Linked DNA regions of Zea mays: all the other regions are linked to region 3. Evidence: chromatin contacts called from public Hi-C data. All regions are on one chromosome and are shown on one strand. The core of a region is the stretch at or near the end of the contact, and the rest is flanking DNA. Distances in the headings are between cores, read along the strand shown. Region 1 holds the start of LOC100275341 (cell number regulator 13-like). Region 2 holds the start of LOC100191865 (putative RING zinc finger domain superfamily protein). Region 3 holds the start of LOC103648178 (SKP1-like protein 1).

Region 1 (4,612 bases), core at 156-2,655, 920 kb after region 3:
CCAAATAATATTTTTTACAGAATTGATTGAATCGAAATGGGTTTCAAGAAATCTAGCTGTGTGCCAGTCTTCCATAATGTTTATAGAAATGTGCAAAAAAATGGATGTATGTCATATTTAAAAAACAAAATAATTGCACATTGTAACCTGGTGTCGCAGGATGAGCAACCTGTAAGCAGTCTTGGCACATCTTTTACAGCCTGAAATAACAAAATAGGTGTCTGAGCACAAAAAATCTGGAAAGAAGGTGTTTCTCAAAATAAATCAATTTGTGACATGGATAAGTCAAATCATACTAGACTATTGCATGACGTTTCATAGGAAATAATCGACCTACGAGGGTAAGATAGCCCTGGGCATTGCACAAAGAGAAGAGTTTTTTTAACCTCGGCCTAAAATTCGCTCCCACGAGGAGTGGAACTCAGGACCCGAGACTTAGACCATCTAGCCAACTCAACTAGAGACCCTTTCACATGATGCTTCATAGAAAGTCTACAAATATGAGAGAATTACCATGTAAAGGTGTTCATGCCATATTTATACAATTTTTTGCATTACCCCAAGAGCACTTTGTTTCTTATATTCGCTCTTATCTAGAAATAATAAAGACCAGTGGTTTTTTAGGGATGAACAGGAATTATGAAGCCAATTAGGTTCAGCAGATTCAGGTTTCAATAATGGAAGAAAACAGCTTCAAGGAGCTTTCATTGTCACAATGCTTGCACACAACCAGTTTACAATGCTTATTTCTTATTAAGCCTTACCAATTTAGAGATGCCCCATAGTTATTTTCAACACATGACCTTCACGGAACAAGTTACTTTATATCTTACCGATTAATATTACCTGTGAACGTGGAGGCTGTATGATTTCTAAAATTTTGTCCAAGCGATCTATGGTGTCGATGTGGCTGATGAGTGGGAAAACTTGGAGACACGAGTTCATCCTCTTCTGCAGAATACGGAGCTGATCTGCTTGCTTCTTCCCTGTGAAGAGGTGGTACAGGTATTTGTTGTTTTGGCAGGATGTGACAAACATGTACACCTCACGAAGAATCTCTTCGAGATCGTTGAGACCATTCCTAGTCTCTGGATGTTGCATCATCGCTGGAGTCTGCAGCTTTTCCAGGAGGTCACCGATTATCTGCACATGGTGGACAAGCTGCCGGCAGGTCTTCTTGTTACGGCGAACAGTCTGAGCTGCCCGCACAATCATCACGACAAGCTTGACGGCATCAACCCCTGCGAGCTTCGCGATGTCCATTTTCTCTCTGCTTCACTGCTTGCTTGCAGTACAAGTGGTAACCGGATTGCTTCTGATACCAGAGGTTTCATCCAAATAGAACAAGAACAATCTTTCGCAAACAAGCTCCAGCCATCTAGGTGGATGAAACAAGCTCTTAGGAAGCAAGGTAGATGGTAACGGGAACGTATCTGGTGCTCAAAGGGGTACCGTGCTCATGTGCACATTTTAAATCTGGTGCATCCATCTTACATTCAACGGCACCGGCTAATTTTACGAAGAACCCCTTCCACCAGGGGACGGCATCTGCTGTCAAGGTCAGGACTCAGGCGTTGACTCCTCAAGCAGTCGCCGCGGAGCTCGCTCTCGTCCGAAATCGAGAAAAGAGGGGATTTTTTTTCTGTCAGCAGCTGAACAATCTGGCATGGCGTTCCTCTATCCTCAACTCTCTCGCCCTGAAGGTTTTGTGGGCGGGTCCGGCGGTGTTCACCCCGGCCATCCGTGTGCGTGCAGGAGAGCACAAGGTGTTCGTGGAAATGCCACGCAGCCTTGGTTCACAAAGGACACTTTACGGAGGAAGGGTCAAAGGCTAGAACCGTCCAACATGTAAGAGGATCAAAGACAAGGTCTCTCAGGTACCAAACATCCGAATTGCATTTCATTCCCCGTAAGATATTCAGGTAGTTCCACCATCATTGATGAGCCAACGAGTGCCGTATCACTTGCACTCCCACTACTAACCTATCCATGGTTTATACTGGGGGAACGTATCTGGTGCTCAAAGGGGTACCGTGCTCATGTGCACATTTTAAATCTGGTGCATCCATCTTACATTCAACGGCACCGGCTAATTTTACGAAGAACCCCTTCCACCAGGGGACGAAGGTGGAAGGGGTGCTTCACAAAATTGGTGCTGCTGTTAGATGTAAGATGGATGCACCAGATTTAAAATGTGCACATGAGCACGGTACCCCTTTGAGCACTAGATACGTTCCCGATGGTAACAAGCATCCTCTAATGGTGGGCTAGCCCTGTGAAATACAAAGAGAAGCGATAATGTTAGCGCGTACATGAGCCATGGACAGAGGTAGGTAGAATGGTCATACGCGTAGCAGCAGTTGTCGACAACCACAAGGGGTCCCACATGGGCAAGACTTCTACTACTATGGTGACCCTTTTGGAACCAGTATAAGGGAACGTATCTGGTGCTCAAAGGGGTACCGTGCTCATGTGCACATTTTAAATCTGGTGCATCCATCTTACATCTAACAGCAGCACCAATTTTGTGAAGCACCCCTTCCACCTTCGTCCCCTGGTGGAAGGGGTTCTTCGTAAAATTAGCCGGTGCCGTTGAATGTAAGATGGATGCACCAGATTTAAAATGTGCACATGAGCACGGTACCCCTTTGAGCACCAGATACGTTCCCTTTGAAGTTTTGAACAAACACGTCCCGCTCAGCCGGTCAGCCCCAGCCCTCCGGTCGCCGTGCCGACGCCGATCGCTTCGCGGGCCAGCTTCCGAGCATTTCGACGAGCAACTTGCGCCACAGAGTTAGCCTACTAGGCCCATAAATAGTAGGCCGGAAGGTAGTGCGGGCTAAAAAAAATGGGAGGCGCAAACTGCGCTCGAACTTGAAGTCTCCAAAGGTATATCTATCTTATCTTACATTTTAAACTTCAATTTAGTCTAGTATTTTACTATAACCATATACACGATTTGCTGGAGACAATCCAAGTAGGATCGTCTGTTGAGTCTGTGATCCAAATTCTGAAGAAGGTGTCCAAGTTGGCGAGCGAAACAGAGGCCTGTCGCCGGAAGGCTTGGACGGAGCGTAGAAACTGATTCTGATCTTGAGTATATGTCAAAAGTTTCATACTCTAGTGCTGTTGGTTCACTCATGCATGTTATAATTTGCTCTCATCCTGACTTGTCTCATGTTATGAGCGTTGTTGCTAAATATATGTCTAATCCTGGTAAAGAGCATTGGAAAGTTGTTCCGTGGATTTTCAGATATCCACGTGGTTCTTCTAGTGCCTGTTTATGTGGAGATGGTCTGGTTGGCTACATTGATTCAGATTATGGTGGTGGTTTAGACAGGAGGAGATTACTTTAAGGTTATGTCTTTAACTGTTGGAGATTGTGATGTGAGTTGGAAAACTCGTTTACAGGATATTGTTGCATTGTCTACCACATAAGCTGAGTATATGGTGATTACAGAAGTTACTAAGGAAGCCTTATGATTGAAAGATATATATTCGGAGTTATGTGAAATTAAGTCTTGCATTACCATTCATTGTGGTAGTCGGAGTGCTATTTATCTCACCACAGATGAGATGATTACTGAGAAATCCAAGCATATTGATATTCGTTATCACTTCGTTCGTAATATCATTAAGAAAAGTTTGGTGAAGGCATGCAAGATCAGTACTCATGATAATCCTGCTGATGACGAAGCATGTTACTATTGCTAAGTTTGAGCTATGCTAAAGCTTAGTTGGTATTACAAATTAGGCCCTAGTGGCTATTGGCGCCGGCAAGATGATAATGCATTGTTTGAGGTGGAGTTTGTTATTACGATGCTACAAGGAATTTGTCTCAGGGTAGAGTTTGTGATCCAAATTATAAAGAAGGTGGCCAAGTTGGCGAGCGAAAAAGCGTAGTTACCTCATTTTTACGGATTGTTCCCTACTCAGTTTAGGTTCACTTCTATAAATATAATTGTAAGCCACGAAAGATAGTTATCTCATTGTAAGTCTCCTACGATCTGTAACCACCCAAAAATAGTGAGATTGTTGCTGGACGACGCCCGTGGTTTTTCCCCTTCGCCTTGGAGAGATTTTTCACGTTAAATATATGTCTTCTCTATGTTTGATCTACTTTGTGTCGTATTGATTCATAACATCGTCGTCCTTGCTCTCTAACTGAGTGCTTCCTGCATTTTAGTATTGCACTTAGCATGAATCACGAAACATGGATTACTTTAAAAAAGCAAAAAATAGTTGCGTGGATCTCTAGGTTGCCGTTAAAAAATGTGTTTGAAGAAAGCATGAAAAAACAGTGTACTTTTTTTTTGGAAAACCACGTTTTATCTTTAGAAGGATCTCTTGTATACATGTTGCATCCGAAGTCTGGCACCGTAAAAGTGAAAGAAAAAGAAAAGAAAAGAAAAGAAAAGAAAAAGTTGCCCTAATAAAGTATAAAGTTGCAAAAGAGAGTATAGTAAGAGTAAAAACTGTGCTCCTCATCAGTGCCTTCCTGATTAGCAACGCATAATTGCCTGTTGGATGGCTGCGAGGCTGGATTTGAATGGGGAAGTGGCGGGAAGCTGCTGGTCGATGTGACGTGGAAGCAGGAGAAGCCTGATGTGGT
Region 2 (4,541 bases), core at 2,012-4,511, 880 kb before region 3:
ATCATTTCACAATGGTTAGTGATTTGATCATCACATGTCAAAATCTATACCTCTACTACGTTTAAGCACGAGTTTCGTCACGCGTCCACTCGTGTCCACTCGAACGCACGCCCTCACGGAATAAGAGAAAAAAATAGTGTGTTGATCAGGATTCGAACTAATTAAGGTCGCTTGCCTCAAAGGCGCTCCGCTTCTCTCACTACGACACACACCTGCGTGCATTATATGGAGGAGAGATATTTAAAATATATGTATACTAATAATTAGAAAATAAAAAATAATTATGTTTGTATAAATATCTCATTCAAGTAAGGTCTACATATATGTAATATATAAGAAACAGTAATATAAATAATGATTTTCGTCGTGCATCGTTCCCTCCGCACGTAGGGAGTGTTCCCTAAATGTGCAATTATCGGGATTCGAGGAAAATAGCACCCGCGTCTAATGATTGTATCTCATGTTGGTTTATATTGTATAAAGAATACTTATATCATATATAAAAACTGTAGTGGTGCATGAACAACTTATTATTATTATTATTATTATTATTATTATTATTATTATTATTATTATTATTATTGTTGTTGTTGTTGTTGTTGTTGTTGTTGTTGTTGTTGTTGTTATTGTCGTTATTATTATTGTTTTTTGTTGTTTGGGTAGTTTTGAGCCGCAAAAGGTAAACTAAATTCCAACTAGTCGGTTACCCGTGCGTTGCGACGGCTCACAATAATACCCACGTAAATTATCCACCAAAAAGTTCTCAAGATTTTTTATTGATTGTCTCCGCTCTTCGCATAATATTTTTTAAGAACGCACGTGTACCATAGGTAACAAATCAGAGACCTGGGCATCTGGAGGCGACATAGGTAGTATACCGCTAGATATATAGGGAGAGAGCACGCAAGCGTAGAAAGAAGCTCAGCCGGAGCAGCTCCAAACCAAGAGGCACCCGCACCAAGCGCCAATCCGAGAAGGGCGAGAGAATGCGAGTGTCTTCCCAGCCCTAGACCCGTCGAAGCGACACAACACCACCACCAACTCTGTAGCATATGTCGGCTGCTGCCACGCTATGGGCCTTGGTTGTCCAATATCTCAGACCTGGACTCCTCATCGCTAAGATAACCTAAGTGTGGCAGGTGCCACCATGTCCTCCTCGACGACACGCACGGAGAAAGGCCAGGAGTGTGACCAACTCGCGCCGTACTCGCGTCGACGAGCGTCGGTCGGCTTGCGGTTGCGACCGTGGGCAGGAGCAGCAGGTTGGGGAGGAAGAACAGAGCGAAGGCCGGGAAGACGAACGGGACGCCCGACGATGGCGAAAACGATGGTGCGCGCATGATGTGAAACGTCCTCGTGGATATTCAATAGCCATTGCGCGAGTCGGTGTCGAGGATGGTGTTGGACGAATACGAGGAAGAGGTGCATGCTCCTACGCCTCTCTGCCGAGAATAGGGTGGCGCGGAGGTGGATGCATGAGGGGAGAGATAAAAGAAGTAGAATGACGAATAAGGTGGTGGTAACTGAGACGAGGACCATCATTATCGTGCGAAGGTATAGATGACCAAATGAGTCGTGTCTCGCGAGCCGGCCCGAGGCACGACCCATTTAATAGTGTTTGGGCCAACCCGGCACGAGCGGCGTGCTGGCCCAACCCGACACGATTTTTTTATTTTACAAAAAATGATATATATATATATATATAATTTATATTCGATATTATAAACACATAAGCATGATGTTCTATTGGTTAGACAGCTTCGTCCAGTGGGAATGCGGGTTCAAACCCTATCTTTTACACCGCTTTTTAACATTTTATATTGAGTTGATTTGAAAGAAATGTAGAGTCTTTATGTAAAAAATGACGTAGTACGACCCTTGAAACTAGTAAAGTATAGTAGAGATACAGGGAAAGACGTAATTGGCGACGCAACTCGCCGATCTCTCTTCCCAGGTATTGGATGGGGACTGGCGATGGAAACGCAACTCGCAAGCGTCGAGCGGCAGCCACAGCTCCGCAGGTCGCAATGGTATCCCGCCGTCGGCTTTCCATGTATCTCTTTATTATCTAACTCAGTTTCCAACGTAACGTAAATGGGGATGTAGTTCAGATGGTAGAACGCTCGCTTAGCATGCGAGAGGTACGGGGATCGATACCCCGCATCTCCATTTTTTTTTTGTTTTGGGCTTCGTGGCATTACCATTGTACATATGGGCGTTCGTTACCAGAACCCGGCCCAAGAGCTTTTGTTATCGTTCTCCCTAAAACGGCCCACAGAGGCAGCCCCACCTAGTACAGGAGTCCCACCCGTCAGGCCGCCGGCACAGACACAGCGCATGGGCACGTGGGGCCGGTAGCGGGACGCGTCGCGCGAGTGCGGGTGGGCCACTCGTCCCAGGCAGAGCATGGTCAATCGGCCATAAATCTACCTTGTTTGTGCCAACGGCCAACAAACACCCAACCACAACAATATATCTACTGCTGCTGCTGCCGTTGCCCGTTCCTATTTAAAATGGGATTTGTTCCACCACCCCATCACTTAATATCCTGCTTCTGCTAACCCGCAAGCTACTCTGTTTTTGCTATACATATCACATCAAATTCATAGTAAACTATATATAAAAAAAAGGAGAGAATTAGAGAGAATAAGCCTGCTCGCTAGTAGCCAGCTAAAAAAGACCGCTCACAAAACTACTCTTACACGACTAGTTTGAGAGCTCCATTTTACCGAGCGATTTATATTTCCAAAGGAAAAATAAACTATTTTTTTCTTAGAAAAATGAAAATTTGGTGTAATGAGATTTCTAAACTAGCTTTAAATAATTTATAAGAGGAACAGAGAGACCAAGTATTAAACGTACCATTTGTATCGTGAGCTAGTTATTATATTACTGATTTTTTTAGTTGGTAACATGTGGCATGACAGTATTATATTATAAAAAGCCTACTATAATCTATATCATTAACCTTGCTCGTCTTGTCCCGGGATAAATAATGCAAAAGAAATCGTGCTTAAAAAAGCACTGACCTGACCCCAGTCCCCACTGTCAACTGAGCAAGATATTCCATGAAAGCTGCTTTCTAACTCCTGGCTTTTATTTTAAACCACTCATGCGTATAGTAGTCCAGTAGTGTCATAATCTCCGTCAAAATCATTTTCATCTTTTTTACATGGACAGACTTCCATGACAAATCTCACAGGTCACCCTTCCACCACATCACCACCGCATTCACATCGAACAACAACAACACAAGGCGAGGCCGAGTCGAGTAGCGCGACCACACACACACACCGCGTCGAGTCTCACACGGCACGGCAGGGCACGCGTCAAGGCGATCCGTTCCATGCCGCCGCCGCTGCCGCTGCCGGAGGAGGAGGAGGAGGAGAAGCCGCTGCCGCGGCGAAAGCCAGAGCCGAAGCCGCCTAAGCCCAAGCCCACCAAGAGGCCCAGGCCGATTGGGCCGCTGCCTCAGCGGGACGGGGACCCCGGCGGCGGCGTCGCCACGTCCCCTCCGCTCCTCTTCTGCGGCGACGGCTGCTCCGGCCCGTGCGCCTACTTGCCCCAGTGCCAGCCGCCGCCTCCGCCGTCCCCTGGGGCCACCGTGCGCCTCCGCTCGAGCCGGCTCCCGACCCCGCTCGTCGCGCTCTCGGCGTCGCTCCTCACCGTGTCCGCGGTCCTCCTGCTCGCGCTGCTCGTCCACTGCCTGGTCGCGCGGCGGCGGCGGGCGCAAGGCGCGCCGCTGGCCCACCACGCCGAGACGGGAGGGGGCCAGGTTCTGGCTGGCGCGGTGGCGCAGCAGGCCGGCGAGGGGGAGGACGAGGAGGCCGCCGGCGGCGGCGTGCACCACGTGTGGTACATACGCACCAAGGGCCTCGACGAGCGCGCCATCTCGGCGATCGCCGCGGTCGTGTACGACGCCAAGAAGCGCGGCGCCGGCGCCAGCTCCGACGGCGGCGGCAGCTGCGCGGTGTGCCTCGCGGAGTTCCGCCACGGCGAGACGCTGCGCCTGCTGCCGCGCTGCGCCCACGCCTTCCACCGCGCCTGCATCGACACCTGGCTCCGCGCCCACGTCAACTGCCCGCTCTGCCGCGCGCCCGTGCAGGTCGCCGCCGCCGCCGCTAACCCCAACCCCGCACCGGGAACGTCCGGGCGCCGGGAAGAGGGTAACCCTGCTGCTGGCGCCGTCATCGGTGGCGTTCAAACACAGGACCCCGCGCGCGGCGGCGGCTTTCCTGACCGGGCCGTCAGGCGGGCCGCGTCGTCCATGGCGGCGCTGCCGCGGCGGGCGTGGCCGGACGTCCCGCTGCGTGCGCCGGCGTCGAGCAGCTTCCGCGACGGCGAGGACGACGTGACGGGGCTCGGCAAGATCAGGCGGCTCCTCAAGCTCTCGGACGCGCTGGAGATGGCCGGGGTCGGGGTACACCGGTCCGCCTCGTTCGGCGCCGCTACCTGCCAGCGCTTGCCGCCAAGGCCGGGGCCGTCGGCGCCCGGCGTCAGCGCCGACGAGACGTCATAGCGAACCGACTGAGGCCGACGAC
Region 3 (4,777 bases), core at 118-2,617:
CCAGAAGAAAAAACATATGTATGTCTTATTTTCAGATTTCCAATCTCTGGGTTGAGAAAAACTTCATTTAGTTACTAACTCATTCATGTTCTTGACAGTAATTCCTTATCTGTGGTTTGGTGGCTCATCTCCACAACAAGCTAATAAGATATTGATTTCTTTTGTTGACATAATGCTGTTATATCGATTCTAATGTGATCTTGCAGTCATGTTTATTAGGAAGAGATTATGAAATCTAGATCCTGCTTGGTGGTAAAAACGTCCTGGCTCCTGAGGATTCTGAATTCATTATGAAGTACTTAAGGGAACAACATTGCGGTCAGGATCTGCGGGACATGCTGATCAGACTCCAGAAGGAACAGGTCGAAGACGGCTGGACAATCTTCCGGTAGTGTGGGCAGACAGACGAAGCCGGTGCACAAAATTTTTTACTGCTTTTTAGTTGTACAGAGTTTTCAACTCCTAATTGGGAGCATTTGGTTATATTTGTGTATATATATATATATATATATATATATATATATATATATATATATATATATATATATATATATATATATATATATATATATATATATATATATATATTATATATAGAAGGTTACAAACGTAATGAATAAATCAACTATGAATGATTCTAGTAGAAAAGCCTACCAAACGTAATGAATATATATCAGCAGAACTACTTATTAATGTATTATCAGATCAGAAGATAACTGCAGACGAGCAAACTAGCAATCGAGATCAAAGCTAACAGTAACCACCGCGGTCTACTACTACGGACGGGGAGCGGGTCGAAGGCCCAGGAGTTCTCACTGCGGATCGCCTCCTCCTCCTCTTTGGTTAAGTCGTTCTTGATGTTGAAGGTCTTGCGGATCTCCTCCGGTGACTTGCCCTGGATCATGTCGACCACCGCCCGGCAGGTCAGGCCCTGCAACCCCTTGATGTCGAGATAGTTGGCAGCCATGATGAGGTCGAAGAGCGTCGCCGGCGCGACCTTGACGAACTCCGCGTCCCACTTCTTGAGGTCGACCTCGCCGCCGCCCCCAGCTGATGAGGCGCTGGTGGTCTCCGCGGCGTCGGCGTGGACGTGCTTGTTGCAGTACTCGATGACCAGGGCGAGAGTCTTGGAATTCACGTTGGGGAGCGGGATGACGTTGTCGGCGCAGTCGTCCTCGATCATGAAGCGAATGATCTCTGACTTCATCAACACCGCCTGCTCCACCTCGAACTCCTCGCAGTCGGAGGTCCTCAGCGTAAGCATCTTCTTCTCAGCCATTGGTGTTGACTGAATGCTTGCGACTGGACTTGACGACAGGTCGAAATCCTCGCTAACTACGTGCGGCGCGCGACAGGATGACGAACGGAAGGCCGACCACCTCTCCTTTTTAAAGTCCAGGAGCAGACGTATCCTACTTCGGAGTTCGGACTCGGCCCAACTTCCATGTGGGCCCACGCTCGAGTGTTGCTGCCACCTCCATGTGGGCCTCACGTACACTAGCGCTTGGCCACGGTCATGTGGGACCAGGTTGTCATCACGATCTTCTTGCTCTCGCCTTCCTCGGTCTTTCACCCGAACCAAATGGAAAGGACGGCGCGAGCACTGCATCCGGATAAACATTTTTTATGTTCGTAGAACACAACATAAAAAATGGAAAGGACAATGAGGTGTTGGGCGGTCTCTGTCATACTCCTGTAGGGCTTGTTCGGTTCTACCCCAATATATATGGATTGAGGGAGATTGATGGGTTTTAATCCCTAGTAAGTCAAAATCTCCTCCAATCCGTATCAATCCCCCCGATCCATATGGATTGAAAATAACTGAACTAGCCCGTATAGGGCACAACAGGGATTGTGCGCCCACCCGTGGGTTTGCAGTCTACCTGATGTCCAGACCTAGTTTCAAATGATTAGCCAGGCAAAGAGCATGCATTTCGAAGGTGCCCAATGTTTCTAGATAAGCGCCTTGAAGTGTATTCCAGAGTGTCCCATGAACTGTGCTCTATAGGCTGATGTTGTTGAGTAGGATTCTGCTTAAGTGAAGGCCCATGTTATCGCATCTTCCTTGTTGTGCATAAGGTCCACTAATTGTACGATTGTCCATAGCTCGACGAATTAACTCAAGTGGTTGACTATGGAGATCTCTTGCAAGTTTATACTTCTCACCCACATCCATGGTAAACTAGTGCTTCCTTGATCGACAGTTTTAGTTTGCCGGATGCCGTGAAGACGTTGGGCGCTATGTCTTTTGGGCGTCGACCGTGGGCCCATGCGATCTACCATAAGGAAGTTTTTGCTCCATCACCATTTTTTATTATTTTTATTCTGCAAACAGTAGTCAGTCAGTCTCGGCGCAAGGTGTTTGTAGCCCAGCCCATGAAGCGTCTGGCTTTGCCCATTCTAGCCAAAACCAACGTAACCACAATGCTCTAGCAAAGCTTTTAGAATCTTGCACTCCTAGGACACCAAGGTTAATTGGATGTGTCACTGTTGGCCAGTTGACTCTGCATTTCCCTCCCGTTAAGTTTTCTCGTCTGACCCAAAGGAACATTCTTCTTATCTTGTCTATGTCCTTTAGCACATTATTTGGTAAGTGTGTTAGTTAGCTACAAGGACAAAACCACCTTAGTTAGTATAATCCTTCTAGCATGAGTGATGTTGCACCCTTTCCATGTTGCCATCCTGCTTTGCACCTTGTCTAGTAAGTATTGAAATCCACTTTTGGCAATCTAGATACGATCAAGGGGATGCCGAGGTATTTGATTGGGAAGTGCGCTCTAGCCATAGGAAAGCTGCAATAGTTTCATTGAGGTTCTCGTGATCGCATCTAATTACCAGGAGGGACGATTTCTAGATATTCATTCGTACACCAAACGCATGTTCGAAGCCCCATAGAATGTAGGTCAGGGCATCTAACTCACATTTGCTGGGTTTGATGAAGATGACTGTGTCATCTACGTACATTGAGATACAATGCCGTGATGTGTTGTTGGAGATCTATGATAGAATTTTGGCTTGAGTCGCTAAGCTGAGCAGTTTTTACAATGACTCCATTGCTAAGACAAAGAGCAGTGGCGATGAGGGGTCACCTTGCCTCAGCCCCCTTCCATATTAGAATGATTGTCCTGGATCCCATTGAGTAACACTGGAGACGAGGATGTGTCTAGCACTGAAGCGATCCAGTTTCTCCACCTGGTAGGGAAGCCAAATCGAGTTAAAAGGTAGTTCCATCTGATAGAGTCGAAAGCTTTTGAGATATCTAGCTTGATAAGAAGCATTGGAGATATGTTTTGATGGAATTTTCTTGCCATACTGTGAACGTATAGGAAGTTATCATGGATGTTTCTACCCTTGATGAAGGCGCTTTGGCAGTTGGATATGATGTTCGCCATTACTGGGGCCAGCCTAAGTGATGGTAGCTTCATAAAAATCTTAGTGACACTATTTATTAGGCTAATGGGTTTAAAGTCCTCATTTTTTTCAATACCCTCCTTCTTTGGAAACAAGATGATGTTAGCCTCATTGAGTATGTCAAAGTTTTGAAATCTCTGAGCATGTAGAATGTGCATGACCGCTGTTAGGTCATTCTTGATGATGGGCCTGCAAGATTTATAAAAAACACCCACGAAACCATTAGGCCCTGGTGCCTTATCTGTGGGTGTTTGCCCAATAGCCTGCAGAATTTCATACTCAAGTAAATGGTGTGTCCAGATTGACGAGGTCGAAACTTTGCAGGTTCAAGGCATCCTAGTTTGGATCATTTTGCCTCATTTCTGTCTTCCCCACCAATGTGCTAAAAAGAGATTTAGCAATGTTGGCCTTACCCTCGTGCGACGTTGTCCAACCTCCCTTGAAGTGTAAGCGTTGGATAAAATTATTTCTTCTTCTTCTCCCGTACGCTTTTATTGTTCTTTCAATGATGGCCAACGCCATGACGTGTTTCTTAAGTTTGGTACGCAATAGTATTTCTTCGGAAGATAGCTCCCTCGATTCTTGTGCGGTCTTGAGTTGTTGTATCACATCCAGAGTTTCGCGTCCTAAAATAAGAACTACAACAATTCAGGTTTCAACTCTGATTTTGAAGGTTGAAAGCTCATAAAAGTTGGAGACGCTCAAATTCCTTCATCAATACCTCTTTTCTATGGTTGATGAGGGTGTTCGGATTAGATGCTTGTGCTTGTACAGATTTCCCTCCTGCCCGCCTGCGCCCGGTCATCTATCGATTCATCCTGCTCTAGTCATCCTTGTGTCTCAGTTCTACTTCTAGTGTCGGCCTCTATCCATCCAGCAGTTTCCCGTCCTCCTTGACACGAATTGGCCATCCCATGTATAAATACTTGTTTACAAGACCATACAAACACACGCCACGTCTCCCTTCTTTAGACTTGTTAGGATATAAGTCAATTGTCTCTCTTATTGTCAGCTTAAACTTTTGATCATGGTACATGTAATTTAATATGGTATGACTTGTTAGTTTACTGTCTAGGCCCGACCCATTTATTTGTGTCAGCACGGACCGGCAAAAAAATAACGTCCTCGTGCTTTGGGCTTTCAGCACCAACCCCCGCCCTGACGCCGGGACGACCAAACAAACGATCGGGAGGAAACACCTGGACGCCTGAGCTCGACCGAAGATTGACTCGCCACATCGGACAAGGAACAGGAATGCATTCCCATCTTCACCGGCAGGTACGTCTCCGCGCCGCAGGGGCCTTCCCGCCCCAACCACGGCCTCGTTCGTGCCGCCCGCGCTCCGGCGGCTTCGGGTGGCGCACAC

The links. A called contact is a pair of places that touch in the nucleus more often than the background predicts.
Region 1: a contact with region 3 is called in a Hi-C map of ear, with 2.7 times the contacts expected there. The contact joins the promoter of LOC100275341 here to the promoter of LOC103648178 in region 3. A contact is called at or near these places in 2 of 25 Hi-C or Micro-C datasets (ear and tassel).
Region 2: a contact with region 3 is called in a Hi-C map of ear, with 2.0 times the contacts expected there. The contact joins the promoter of LOC100191865 here to the promoter of LOC103648178 in region 3. A contact is called at or near these places in 2 of 25 Hi-C or Micro-C datasets (ear and tassel).

What each region holds. Positions count from the first base shown.
Region 1 is chr2:237,254,846-237,259,457 of Zm-B73-REFERENCE-NAM-5.0, forward strand. LOC100275341 (cell number regulator 13-like) reads right to left here and starts at 1,406. Exons shown (of 2, transcript XM_034059691.1): 1 at 847-1,406. The coding sequence starts at 1,263.
Region 2 is chr2:235,462,219-235,466,759 of Zm-B73-REFERENCE-NAM-5.0, forward strand. LOC100191865 (putative RING zinc finger domain superfamily protein) reads left to right here and starts at 3,262. Exons shown (of 1, transcript NM_001137289.1): 1 at 3,262-4,541. The coding sequence starts at 3,347. The coding sequence ends at 4,519. TRNAA-AGC (transfer RNA alanine (anticodon AGC)) reads left to right here and starts at 2,097; the gene lies at 2,097-2,169.
Region 3 is chr2:236,339,589-236,344,365 of Zm-B73-REFERENCE-NAM-5.0, forward strand. It overlaps LOC103648178 (SKP1-like protein 1), which reads right to left and starts at 1,368. Exons shown (of 1, transcript XM_008672664.3): 1 at 621-1,368. The coding sequence starts at 1,279. The coding sequence ends at 701.